2 separate regions of the Mus musculus genome follow, and region 1 is linked to region 2. Evidence: chromatin contacts called from public Hi-C data. All regions are on one chromosome and are shown on one strand. The core of a region is the stretch at or near the end of the contact, and the rest is flanking DNA. Distances in the headings are between cores, read along the strand shown. Region 1 holds the start of 4833422M21Rik (RIKEN cDNA 4833422M21 gene). Region 2 has its middle 83 kb from the start of 2610037D02Rik.

What was found. A called contact is a pair of places that touch in the nucleus more often than the background predicts.
Region 1: a contact with region 2 is called in a Hi-C map of olfactory sensory neurons, with 1.8 times the contacts expected there. The contact joins the promoter of 4833422M21Rik here to the enhancer-like site in region 2. A contact is called at or near these places in 3 of 484 Hi-C or Micro-C datasets (the G1E-ER4 cell line, nephron progenitors and olfactory sensory neurons), 3 of 115 datasets of contacts at active chromatin or transcription factors (embryonic limb bud and embryonic stem cells) and 1 of 9 other capture datasets (embryonic stem cells).

Annotation. Positions count from the first base shown.
Region 1 is chr15:96,252,733-96,258,582 of GRCm38.p6, forward strand. It overlaps 4833422M21Rik (RIKEN cDNA 4833422M21 gene), which reads right to left and starts at 1,952. Exons shown (of 3, transcript NR_130160.1): 1 at 1,732-1,952; 2 at 1,132-1,270. All of the region lies in intron 1 of Gm38469 (spidroin-2), which reads right to left.
Region 2 is chr15:96,112,520-96,118,197 of GRCm38.p6, forward strand. No RefSeq gene overlaps it. Among named protein-coding and RNA genes, the nearest start is that of 2610037D02Rik, 83 kb to the right of the region's middle. Within about 2 kb of position 1,567, at least 16 of the 459 cell types and tissues checked have an H3K27ac peak or open chromatin away from gene starts, as enhancers often do. A contact at or near this core is called in olfactory sensory neurons, where this site is marked.

The sequences.
Region 1 (5,850 bases), core at 702-3,201, 140 kb after region 2:
TACAGTAAACATCAAGTCTTAGGCTGTGCGCTCTTCACATACTGTCTCCATGAGCAACATTGCCTGATGCAACCTTGGAAGGAGCTGAACTTGGACCCTGAAGACTGTGAGCCTCCATGCAGAGTACAGAGCAATATAAAGGAGAAGGCATCACAACAACTAACATACATCTTGAAGAGCTCTAGCCATCCCGGGCGGGCATGGCAAACAAGGCTCTGGCAGGGGTCCATCCCCTCTACCATGATAAAAAAAAACCCATTAGGTTACACTCCAGAAGCAAGCCACCAAGGTCTGTTTCCTGATTTGGCCACTTTCTCCTCCTGAGGCTGACTACCAAGGTCCAGCTATCAAAGTATTGAGGTCCAGCCATCTAAGACCCCTTTTGGCTCGCTTAATGAACCTGCCCAATCAAAATTAAACACCTCACCTTAACATGGGCGTTTCCCCTTTGACCTTTATACACTGTCATTTACCTATGGCTACATCTGTCTCCTTTATCCAGAGACAGTCCTTTATGTTGCCCCCTCCCAGGACAAATAAATACTCTTTTTTCTGCCCCTTTTCTCCCTTCCCCTTCTCCCTCATCCTCTATCTCCTGTTTTTGTCTCTTATTCCCTACCCTTTGACCTTCCGGAGCAAATAAACCTCCTTTGTGTTGAGAACTTGATCTTGGGGTGTCTTGAGCAGATACTGATTGCCACACATTTTGTGAGACACCTACACAATTCTGGAGGGTCGTTGCCGACTTCAAAGTGGCTAGCCTTTCTCTGTGCCCTGGCTACTGCCAGGGTCAGTGTCCACCTGCCCTGAAGACTGTTTCCCTCTGCCCTCTATTCTGTCCCAGCCTCAGAACCTCACACAAAAACGGGTCCCATGCTTCCAACTGGCCAACAGCCCTCACCTACTGATGTATCTCAGGGGTTGCTATTCAAACACCACCGTGGCCTTAGGCCTTCTTGGGATTCTCTGAGTCATCTATTTTTAACTCCTGCCCAGTTTCCCCGTGGAATGAAACTCCAGCTGCTTAATGGAATAGCTGAGAGGGTACAGTCTCCATTGGGAGAGAGAGAGAGTGAGAGAGAGAGAGAGAGAGAGAGAGAGAGAGAGATCACAAAACAAAAACCAACCAACCTCTGATGGTTAATCTTTGACAAGTTGACTGGATTTAGAGTCAGCAGAGCACACCTGAGGTGTCTATGAGGGAGGGCATTTCAGAACGGTGGAAAGAGCCGTTCTGAAGGCAGAGCATACCATCCAGTGGCCAGGAGTCCTGCCCAGAATAAAGAGGAGAAAGTGAGCCCAAGGTTCAGCCCTCTTTTCAGGATACAAAGTGTCAAGCGGCCTCAAGCTCCTGCTGAGGGACTTCCTGACAGGATGAGCTCTCCTGGCTATCCCCGGAGCCAAAACAAACTCTTCCTCAAGTTCTTTTGTGAGGCATTTCTCCTCTCTGCCCGCCCCTCCCCCCGCCCCCCAATTCCAATCCCGACAGTACAAGGAAAGGCAGGACTGCAGAAGCCCCCCCGCCCCCCAAGAAGGAAACCTAAGAGGCACACCTGCTTTAAGAGTTCTTGGCGTCCAAGTTCTCACATTCACGTAGAGAAGAGCCAACAAAGTAAGAAAGCTGAAAGCATTTAAACAGCTCTGCCCCAATCTGAGTATTAGGTTTGCTAAAAGTGTTTTGTTCCTTGTTGGGAGGATGGCGAGGGACGCTCTGGGAGCGGACTGACTTACCCGCACGGGCCTCTGGGAAACACACAGATGCACTCGAGATCCACGTATTGTATCATCTCATGAGGACTTAGATGTTTGAAGTTGTATGTTTTGAAAATGTTATTCTAAACTTGCCACGTAATAAAAGACCCGCAGCAGATGACTGCAGCTCTCCCGCAGCTCTCCCAGTTTAAATAGGTATTGCATGGCAAGCGCCTCCTCCCCAACGCGTGCGGTGTCAGGCTGGGGGCTGGGAAGAACACACGGAATAATACCGTGTATTCTCCGACTTCAAATCTGGGAGCCCTGGTGCTGCTTTGTCAGGAGGCAGTATCAGTGAAATCTACTTTTCAGATCTTTTCAAAACCAGATGAGCATGCTAGATTTTTCTTTTAAATCAACTGCTAATGGACTCCTTTTGTCCACATGTTTTAATGCCAATGTCAAATACTATATTTTTATGCTTTTTTTTTTTTAATCCCAAAGGTGGAAGAAAAAAAGCATAAGGCTAGAGAGATGGTTCAACAGCATTACTGGCCACTCAACCGGAGGACTCAGGTTCAATTCCCAGCACCCACAGTATCTTAACAACCATCTGTAACTCCAGGTCCAGCTCTGATGCCCCTTTGGACCTCAGGCAGGAGGCTTGTGTGTGGTACATGGACATACATGCAAGCAAAACAACCACACACATACAACTTTTGTAATTAAAAGAAAAAAATGCGCTTTCTCTTAAAATCCATGTGAGTTACATTTTAAATCCTATTATGAAACTTGTAAACAGTTTGTGCTTGGCTGCATACTAAATAAAATGTAATTTAACAGTTTCCTTAGCTCCTGCTCAGATCTCAGGGTCCAAGGGACTCTCTCAGAGGACAGGGAGTCGATTCAACCATAGTTTATCACCTTGGGGCACTAATGGTCATTTTCAGTGACCCCCCTCGCCCCAATCTTTCCTAGATCTATGAGAAAAGAATAACTCTCACACTTAAATGGGTTTAAACGCACACAGCTGTGCAGGAGGGCATAAACGCTCCTTGCGAAACCAAGTCATAGGCACTTGAACGCAAGCTTTCTGGAAGCGACTCAACAGTGAGGAGCCAGCTGCACTCAAGAGGACAAGATAAAGGCAAACTAATTTAAGCTACATTTCAGGGTTTTTGTTTTTGTTTTTGTTTTGTCTTTTGAAAGAATACTTTGAGCCCTCTTTAATGTTTTTTTTAAAAAAAAACATGCATTTTTATGTTTTACTAAGAGTGAAGCAGAGCAGACTGAGTTCTTTTGACTATCTTTGTTTTTCCTTCTGATTTAAACAAAATGCTACCTCAATCCAATCAAGCAGACAGGATGACTGACACATACTCCTAAGAGTAAGGTCCCAAGTGATGGCTGATTCTAACATTAATGTTTTCTGGGGCTAAGAGAGGTTCTGGGGCTAGGAAGAAAATTGTTTCTCTTCCAGAAGACTCAAGTCAGCCCTTACCACATAAGTCACGACTGCCTATAATTTCAGCTCCATGGGATCCAATACCCTCTTCTAGACTCAGAAGGCACATGCACACACGCACACACACACATATACACAAATGCACATGTGCACGTTTACAATTATAATTTTAAAATAAATCTTAAAAACACTAATATTTTGGATGGGCAGTTTAATCCTGGTACTTGGAAGGCAGAGGCAGGTGGATTTCTGAGTCCAAGGCCAGCCTGGTCTATAGAGTTAGTTCCAGTTTAGCCAGGGCTACACAGAGAGACCCTCTCTCAAAACAACAACAAAACACCCAAAATCATTATTTTTTTAATCAGCATTTACTTACTTTTATATGTAAAGCTCTACATAGAAAATTATGTTAAAAAAACACTATGCTGTGAGGTTGGAATGTATGTGTATGTGTGTGCATGCATGTGTGCACATGTAATATGTGTATAAGAGAAATCTGCAATGATAGTACTGAGAGCTACATCAGTGGTTCTCAACCTTCCTAATGAGACCTTTGAACACAGTTCCTCATGTTGTGATGAAATTATAACCATGAAATTATCTCTGTTGCTACTTCATAACTGTAATTTTGCTGTTATGGGTTATAATGTAAACATCTGATATGCAGAATATCTGATACGTAATGCCACCCCCCCCCCCCCCCGTTTGAGACTGCAGGTTGAGAACCACCACTCTAGGGAGAAGAAGTAAGTGTACTGTTGGGAGGCCAGCATCCTCACTCCCGAGGAAGTGAGAAACCTCAGTCATGCTGATTCTAGGAAACTCTGGCCAGCAAGCAGTACTCCTTGACAGTGACCCTCCAACTGTCACAAGGAGGGCGCATCACAGCAGTAGGACACACCTTTAATCTCAGCACCTGTGTGTGTGAGAGAGAGAGGAGAGAGAGAGAAGAGAGAGAAAGAGAGAGAGAGAGAGAGAGAGAGAGAGCCGGTGGCCACATAGGAGTGATGCTCAAAGAGGCAGGTGGATCTCTGTGAATTTGAGCCCAGCCTGGTCTACACTGGGAGTTTAAGGCTAGCCAGGGATATATAGTAAGATCTTGTCTAAAAAAAAAAAAAAAAAAAAGTCACACAGGAAGGTGGGCACTAGGGGCTGAAGGGATGGTTTCGTGGTTAAGAGCACAGGTTCTGAGTTTGGCTCTCCTCCCCAGGAACTCCAGGGGATCCAAAACTCTCTTTTGGCTTCCACAACACTTCACACACATAGTGCATATACGGTCATGTAAGCAAAAACACTCAGACACATAAAATAAAATAAAAAAATAATTTAAATAAAAGTTATAACTCTTAAAAAAAAACCCAGAACACTAATAGCAATTCTAAAGTATATTGAAGTTTATCCCATTAAGAGAAAAAAAAAATTAAAGCTGACAGTGTGTAGTGCTTTTACTTAAATACTGGACAGTATTTCATTAAGAGCTCCATCCACTGAGATATGAGACTGAACTATACAGTTAAATTTACATACAAGGATGAAAAAATCAGCTGGCTGAGGTTGTCCTTACTACAATCCCAGCACTAACTAGGCACCTGAGGCAGGAGGATAACTGTAAATTCCAGCCAAAGCTGACGTTGAGACCTGAAAGAAAAAAGAAATAAGAAAGGAAGGACATGTCGGGCAGTGGCGGCAGTGCACGCCTTTAATCCAAGCACTCGGGAGGCAGAGGCAGGTGGATATCTGAGTTCGAGGCCAGCCTGGTCTACAGAGTGAGTTCCAGGACAGCCAGGGCTACACAGAGAAACCCTGTCTCAAAAAAAAAAAAAAAAAAAAAAAAAGACACGATTGCTCCTAGGTATGGAAGGTGGAGGAGAAGGTTTCTACTCAATAAAAGTGAGAGTGTAAGCAAAGGCAGGGACATCTGTTTAAGAGTCCAGAGTGAACACGATCCAGAGCCAGGCAGCGTAAGAAGATGGGTGACCGAGAGGACAGGAGGATAAAGGCTAGGCAAAGAGGAAAGGGCTGGGTTATATGGGGTAGTGAAGCTGGGGGAAGGGCAGCGTAGCACCTGGACGGAAGTTTAGGGGTGGGGGGTGCCAGCCACTTCCTGTAACAGGTAGGGACTGAGAGATGCTGGAGCCCAGGCTGGCTTTGATATGGTAAACAGTCACCTCAGCCTTTTGTCCTGGGTTAGAGACCTAACAAGAAACACAAAACCTGAGGTTCCAGACCTAACAAAAATACACAAAAACAATAGCAACAAAAAACTGGAAATGTCCTGTTGTGACAGGCAGGCACGCATGCACGCATACAAACGCGCGCGCGCGCGCGCGCGCACACACACAACTGAAGGAAAGCAAGTCATAAAACTGCTAGTCCCCTGCAAGTTTTTCTAGCCAGTTTAAAATGCTGCTGCTACTGCAGAAAGATAACTCCTTGCTGCTGTCATGCTTCAACTTTTGATGAAAGGACCGGACACGGCCACTAGCGTTGGCCCCGTACCTAGACTGCCAGGATATAATTCTAGTTTCATTACTATTAGGGGTATGACATTGTGCAGAATATTTAAACCATATTTAAGTCCTATGCTCCATGTATAAGGTGGAGAAAATGATAGTACATCTATTGTAGGACTATTTTTAAAATAATACATTAATTCTCGGAGAAATTCCTAGTGCGTTTTGATCATTTTCACC
Region 2 (5,678 bases), core at 317-2,816:
CTCCTTAAGCAGGAAAGTAAACAACACAGAATAGCTTCAGGAAATCCCTGAAACTGACTACATTCACTAGGCCCCTCCCTCCCAGAGTGAACAATAAAAGGTGAGAGTTTTTTGTTTTTTGTTTTGTTTTCAGACAAGCCAAGCTCCAAAGAAGACACTGAGTTGAGGCCAGCTGCCTGGAAGAAGCAGAAACCAGCTGAGCTGACATCACAGCTCAGCTTCACCTATGTCAAACAACTCCAGAGCTGCAATCCACACTTCGGCAAAGCCATCTAATACAAAACCCATTTTGCCACACATATAATATTTTGTGTTATTATTGAATTCTTGGAGCCAAAAATAACTGGCGACATAGTATACCGTGGACTATCATGATCAGGCATCTGCCTGGGAGCTGTGGTAGGCTGCCAGAGCCTGGTATCTTGAGAGAGTATTGTACAGTATACTGACTTCAGAAAAGGTCAAAATTCAAAGTTGGAAGTGCAGTTTTAACCGAATGCACATTGCTTCTGCGCCACATTAAAGTTGAAAAATTAATAAGTTGGACTGGGTTAACTCAGAGAAGCCTGCAGTTTTATCGGGTTGTGAGCAATGCCCATAGCCTGCCTGTTCTGGTATTAAATGTCTGGTAACACTCGTCTGACCTAAGACGGAATAATAACGGTCCACAGCTGGGCTAGGGGGACGGGGCACTGCACAGGCAGGTGCTAGGGACCTCAAGACAGTTGGATTCCTGAGACAGTGGCTCAGAGGCACGGACTGTGTTCACCAGAGCCCAGTATAGAAAGAAGTTGAGGCACCGAGCTGAGTTCTTAAATTCTTAACTTAAGTTCTTGAAATGCTCTGAGACTCCGTAGACAAGGAGTGTTGCTTTCGCGGAATACCGTCTGACGGAAATTAGAGACATGGGGATAATGGGATCCTACCTCGTAGAAAATTCTTTGCACTCCTGAGAATATGACTCAGGCAGAAATTTGAACCAAGAGGTGGTTGGTGATATACTTGGAGAAAAAGGAACTTTCTATAAATGGACTGAGTGGAAGGCAAGAAATTTACCCACTGAGCCGTAGCAAGTGCTTCCTCTTGCTTGCAGGATGCGCTACGGCTGCAGGGTGCTGATTTTTTCAATAAATGCACCTCTCCATAGGGAAAAGGGGGATATTATTTTTGGAAGAAACCTGTGATGAGGTAATATTCTTGGGTTTTTACTGTGAGTTCCCCTACACGTCATTTTCTAGAAAACCCTTCTGGCTATTTCTTTCACATTTGGTGAGCACGTTCCCCCCATTAGGATCCAGCAATTCAATAAAAATTGGATTTCAAATGCTTTACGTTTGGAGTGATATAAGCCGAAGTCCTGACTAAGGCCAGGGCATGAGAGAGGTGACTTACAGACAGACTGAGAGGGGGCTTGAGGGAATGCTGTAGAGGGCACAGGGGCATCCACGGGGAAGACCCCAAGGTCTCTGGCCTTTGTTACCAATATGGCCCAGGCTGAAGAGGTGTAGCAAATCTCTTCTTGAGAGCCCAGTATGAGAGTTTGTGAACTTCCCTGATCATTGGGTGCTGAGACTAGCAACTGTATCTTTCTGCTCCTTGGATGTTTACAGCGGGAGACTGCCAGCCTACAGAGACCTCCTACTGAGACTAATTTACCCCTTCCCCTGTGTTGTACCTAATAAACACCCCGAGATCCTGGGCTGCGGGGAAGAGTAACAGAACCCCACCTGATCCCAGTCTCGCTGTGCATTGTATGTGTGCCTCTGTATCTGTCTTTTCTTTGTTCGTTCGTTCCCTTTGCTGCCTCTAGCCAGGATATGGGGACCCAAGCCCGGCAGGTCACAGCACAAAAGAAACACTCAAGGTGCTAAGTAGGAGGAGCCTGGACAGACTGGTAACCTCTCTGGGAGCCCAAGAACTGCGGACACTGCAGAGGGATCACGCCGACCCACTGTGAGGCTCAGCAAGAGTGACAACCACTGCCTAGAATCCTGCAAGGACTTCTGATGATCCCAAGATGGAGTAAGCCTCAGGGACCAGCACAGCCACGTGGACACCAAAGGGCCCCAGGGGGAGAAAGGGCTGAGTTGCTGAGATTAAACTTTAGTTCAGCCCTACATAACTGGTGAGCGGGTTTTTTCCCATACTCCTGAGGAACTGCTCTGAATAGCTTACCTCAGCAGTGTTAACACGTGTCAAAGGAAAACCAGACATCAGTCCTAGAGAAATTCTGGTCAAAAGATAACAGCCCACCTTCACCCTCCCACACACAGCACCCCTACTACTACCAGCGCAGAGGCAATGGTGTTTTCTCTGCATCATATTAATTTCATTTAAGAAACCCACGCAATGGGAACTCCACGGCATCTCTTTCTGGGCGGGGAAGGTTCTCCCACATTCTTTACTTCTTAGCCTTTTAAAAGATGGAGGTTTTTACAGCGTCCCTTAGTGCTTCCGCAGGTAGTCTTTCCCGGCAAAATAGTTTTCATGGTAATAGGAAAACAACTCTAGCTGAGTTTAACCCAGGAGCCAAGGTGTACCCAAGGGGTGCAATTAGCACTTAGGATGATAGGCGAGGCAAGATTAGAGTCACACTGCTTTATAAAAGAAAACAGAAAGATGCCGGGAGAGACAGCTTCAAAATGGCCTTTGTTTCAGATGTTCTCAAAAGCGATGTCGACTGCAGGTCTGTTCATTTGGGGGATAAAATGGGGACTGCTTAGCCTTCGCTGGTCTCTGTTTCCTCACTGAGGACGAGGGCTGCCAGCATACTGCTACCAAGGAGGAGCACCACTGAGACGCTCACGGTTGCTAGGTAAGTGTGGGCCAATCGTGGCGATCATGGCATCAGATACTATTAGCCTTACTGAACTTCTTTTTTAAAGAAACAAGCACCGTGGGTGTCTGGAGCGGTATGTAGATCCCTGGGTTCTGTTTCTATGTCACCCACGCCTTGGAGCCAAGTGGCTGGCTCTTTGCCTTTGTAGGTAAGAATTCCCATTGTGGAGTACTGTCAGCTCTGTTTTCAGTGCCCTGTGACTCAGATTCAGTGATTCTAATGTTATTATTTGTACTCTGATCTTGGACTTTAAGCAATACGTCCAAGCTATACTTTGCTGTTTTGAAATATAACCATCTATTAAATGGAAGATTTTTATTAGCCAGGAGTTTTAAAATGCCACCAGAATATGTGTGCCACCGGTCATCTGAATTCAAAAGCTCCAGGTTTTTTTGTGGGTTTTTTGTTTGTTTGTTTGTTTTTTGTTTTTTTAAGTCTCATACAGATTTTCCTGAAGTCCAAGCATTGGAGCATGTGGAATGGATTCCGAGATCAAAATGATTTTATGGATTTGAGTCACCTATTAATTTGTTGCAGCTGAATAAAGGACGGGACATTTTCTTAGCATCTAAAGTGACACAGTAGAGGCCCCACACATACGGATCAGGGCTTAATGCCCTAAATATTAAAAGACATACCGTACAGGCTTATGTCACCCTAAGGCTGGAGATAGCCTACTGATAAAAGGCAGATTTCTGTCCTGCTTTCTTTAGATATCTCTGAAGCTGAAGGAACTACAGAGCTTGCTGCAGGCTGGAGCAAGGTTAGATGCATGTAAGAGTCTGTGCAAACTGCCCACCGCTCACAGATGAAGGCTGAAGATGCTGCCAACAGTCTCCACTCCCCCACTCTCGTCATACAAATCTAGAACAGATCTAGAACCACCAAGTTGTAATTCAGCATTTAAGGGGGTTGACAGAGGAAGCCAACAAGTTCAAGGCCAGCCAGGGCAACTCAGCAAGAGCATGTCAAGAGAGAGAGGGAGAGATGAGGGAGGGTGTGTGTGTGTGTGTGTGTGTGTGTGTGTGTGTAGCTCAGTGATGGAGCTTGCCTAGCATGTACAAGGTCCTTAGTGCAATCATGGTACTACCAAAAAAAAAAAAAAAATTACGCATAGTCAGTTAGTTCTGAAGTCAGTTGACTCTGCAAGAGCCTCACACACACCCTAGCACGGGCATATTAGTCAGTGCAATGCGCACAGGGAAAGAAACCTCACAAAGATAAATGGAAAAAAAAACTGTTGCAAAAAATAAATTAAAAATAAACACTTCACTTGTAATATTATTATAACGTGTCAAATCTTAATCATCCTAGAGACAACTTATTAAAGATGTGGGTTATTCTGATTCCTACTGCAGATAAATTGACCTTAAAAATTAAGCAGAAATGGAAAATGATAATGACCAGTGTTAACTCTCTAACCATGACCTAAATCACACGAGTTACTAAAAAAATAAAAAGAAAAATGGGTGTTTAAAGATCATTCCGAAAATCATAAAAATAACTAAGGTTCTATTTTTACTGTATCAAGATTAATTTTACCCAAGATTTAAAAATATCTGGAACTGGGATGTTTCTGATCATCTAGGTTGCCTTATGGTTATAACTGATGGTATCTTTTCTTAGCAGTATATAAAATAATAATCTATCTGAAGCTTAAATAAGCTTTCTTTATAATCTGTAAACTGTGGTATTTTTTGGGGTCATGGGTTTCCCAAGGTGTTGTGTGCCAGATACTTGAATCAGGATTTTGCACATGGTACTACTAATGGGTACTTTTAAATTTTAATTTATTTTATTTATTTTATATGTATGAATGTCTGCCTGCATGTGTAAATACACACTATATACCTGCCTGGTGCTCACAGAAGCCATAAGAGGATACCAGATCCCCTGGACCTGAAGTTATAAATAGTGGTGAGGGGCCATGTGGGTACTAAGAAACGAACCCAGGCCCTCTATAAGAGCAGCCAGTACTTTTAACCACTGAGCCATCTCCTCAGCTCCTCATGGATATTCTTAAAGTAATGGAATTTAAAAGGCGCGCGCGCACACACACACACACACACACACACACACACACGCAAACCTCCGTGATTTTTTTCAGACACTTTCTCCTATCAGTGAAGAAACCATTCATTCCTAGATCTACAGTGCCCGTTATGAAAGTCATTAGGCAAACATGACCATTCAGATGTAAACTTGTTTTAAAAAATAAAATATTGGTTCTTTGGTGATTCCGAATGCTCAGTGGCCAAGGTGTAGCTATTGGTTACCAGACTGAATAATGTGATTCCCTCGTTACAGAAAAGTCTCTAGAGCAACTGCGCGCAGTGCTGATTTTAACTCATAAATTCTTCACACGTGAGCGTCAGCACTGCAAAAACACGTAAATATTAGCACCTATTTCAGAGGCAGCTGTGGGGGTACTTAATTTAAGCATAGGCTTTGAAACCAGGCAGAGCTAGGTTTGAGTCGTGAATGCAAATTACTTGTGAGTAGATCTATTATCAGGTCTCTTGGCTTGCTAAGACACATTCATTCACAGGTAGGATGGAGGATAATTATACTAACTACCTCATGGTGCTATTTTAAAAGAGGCAAAGGGTTACCCACAGTGCCACGGCAATCGTTCGATAAATAGCTGCTTGATGATCTACCTCTCAGACCTTAGGACTCTCAGGCCATAGTCATGTTGTGTTCAAATTACAGCATGATGGGATGGTAACTGCTAAAATATCAAATAATTTGACCAAGGGACAAAGAAAGAAGGACTTACCACAGAAGAGGACCTTGAGTTACAACTTAGCAATGACCAGACCTGAAAAGTCTCAGATTA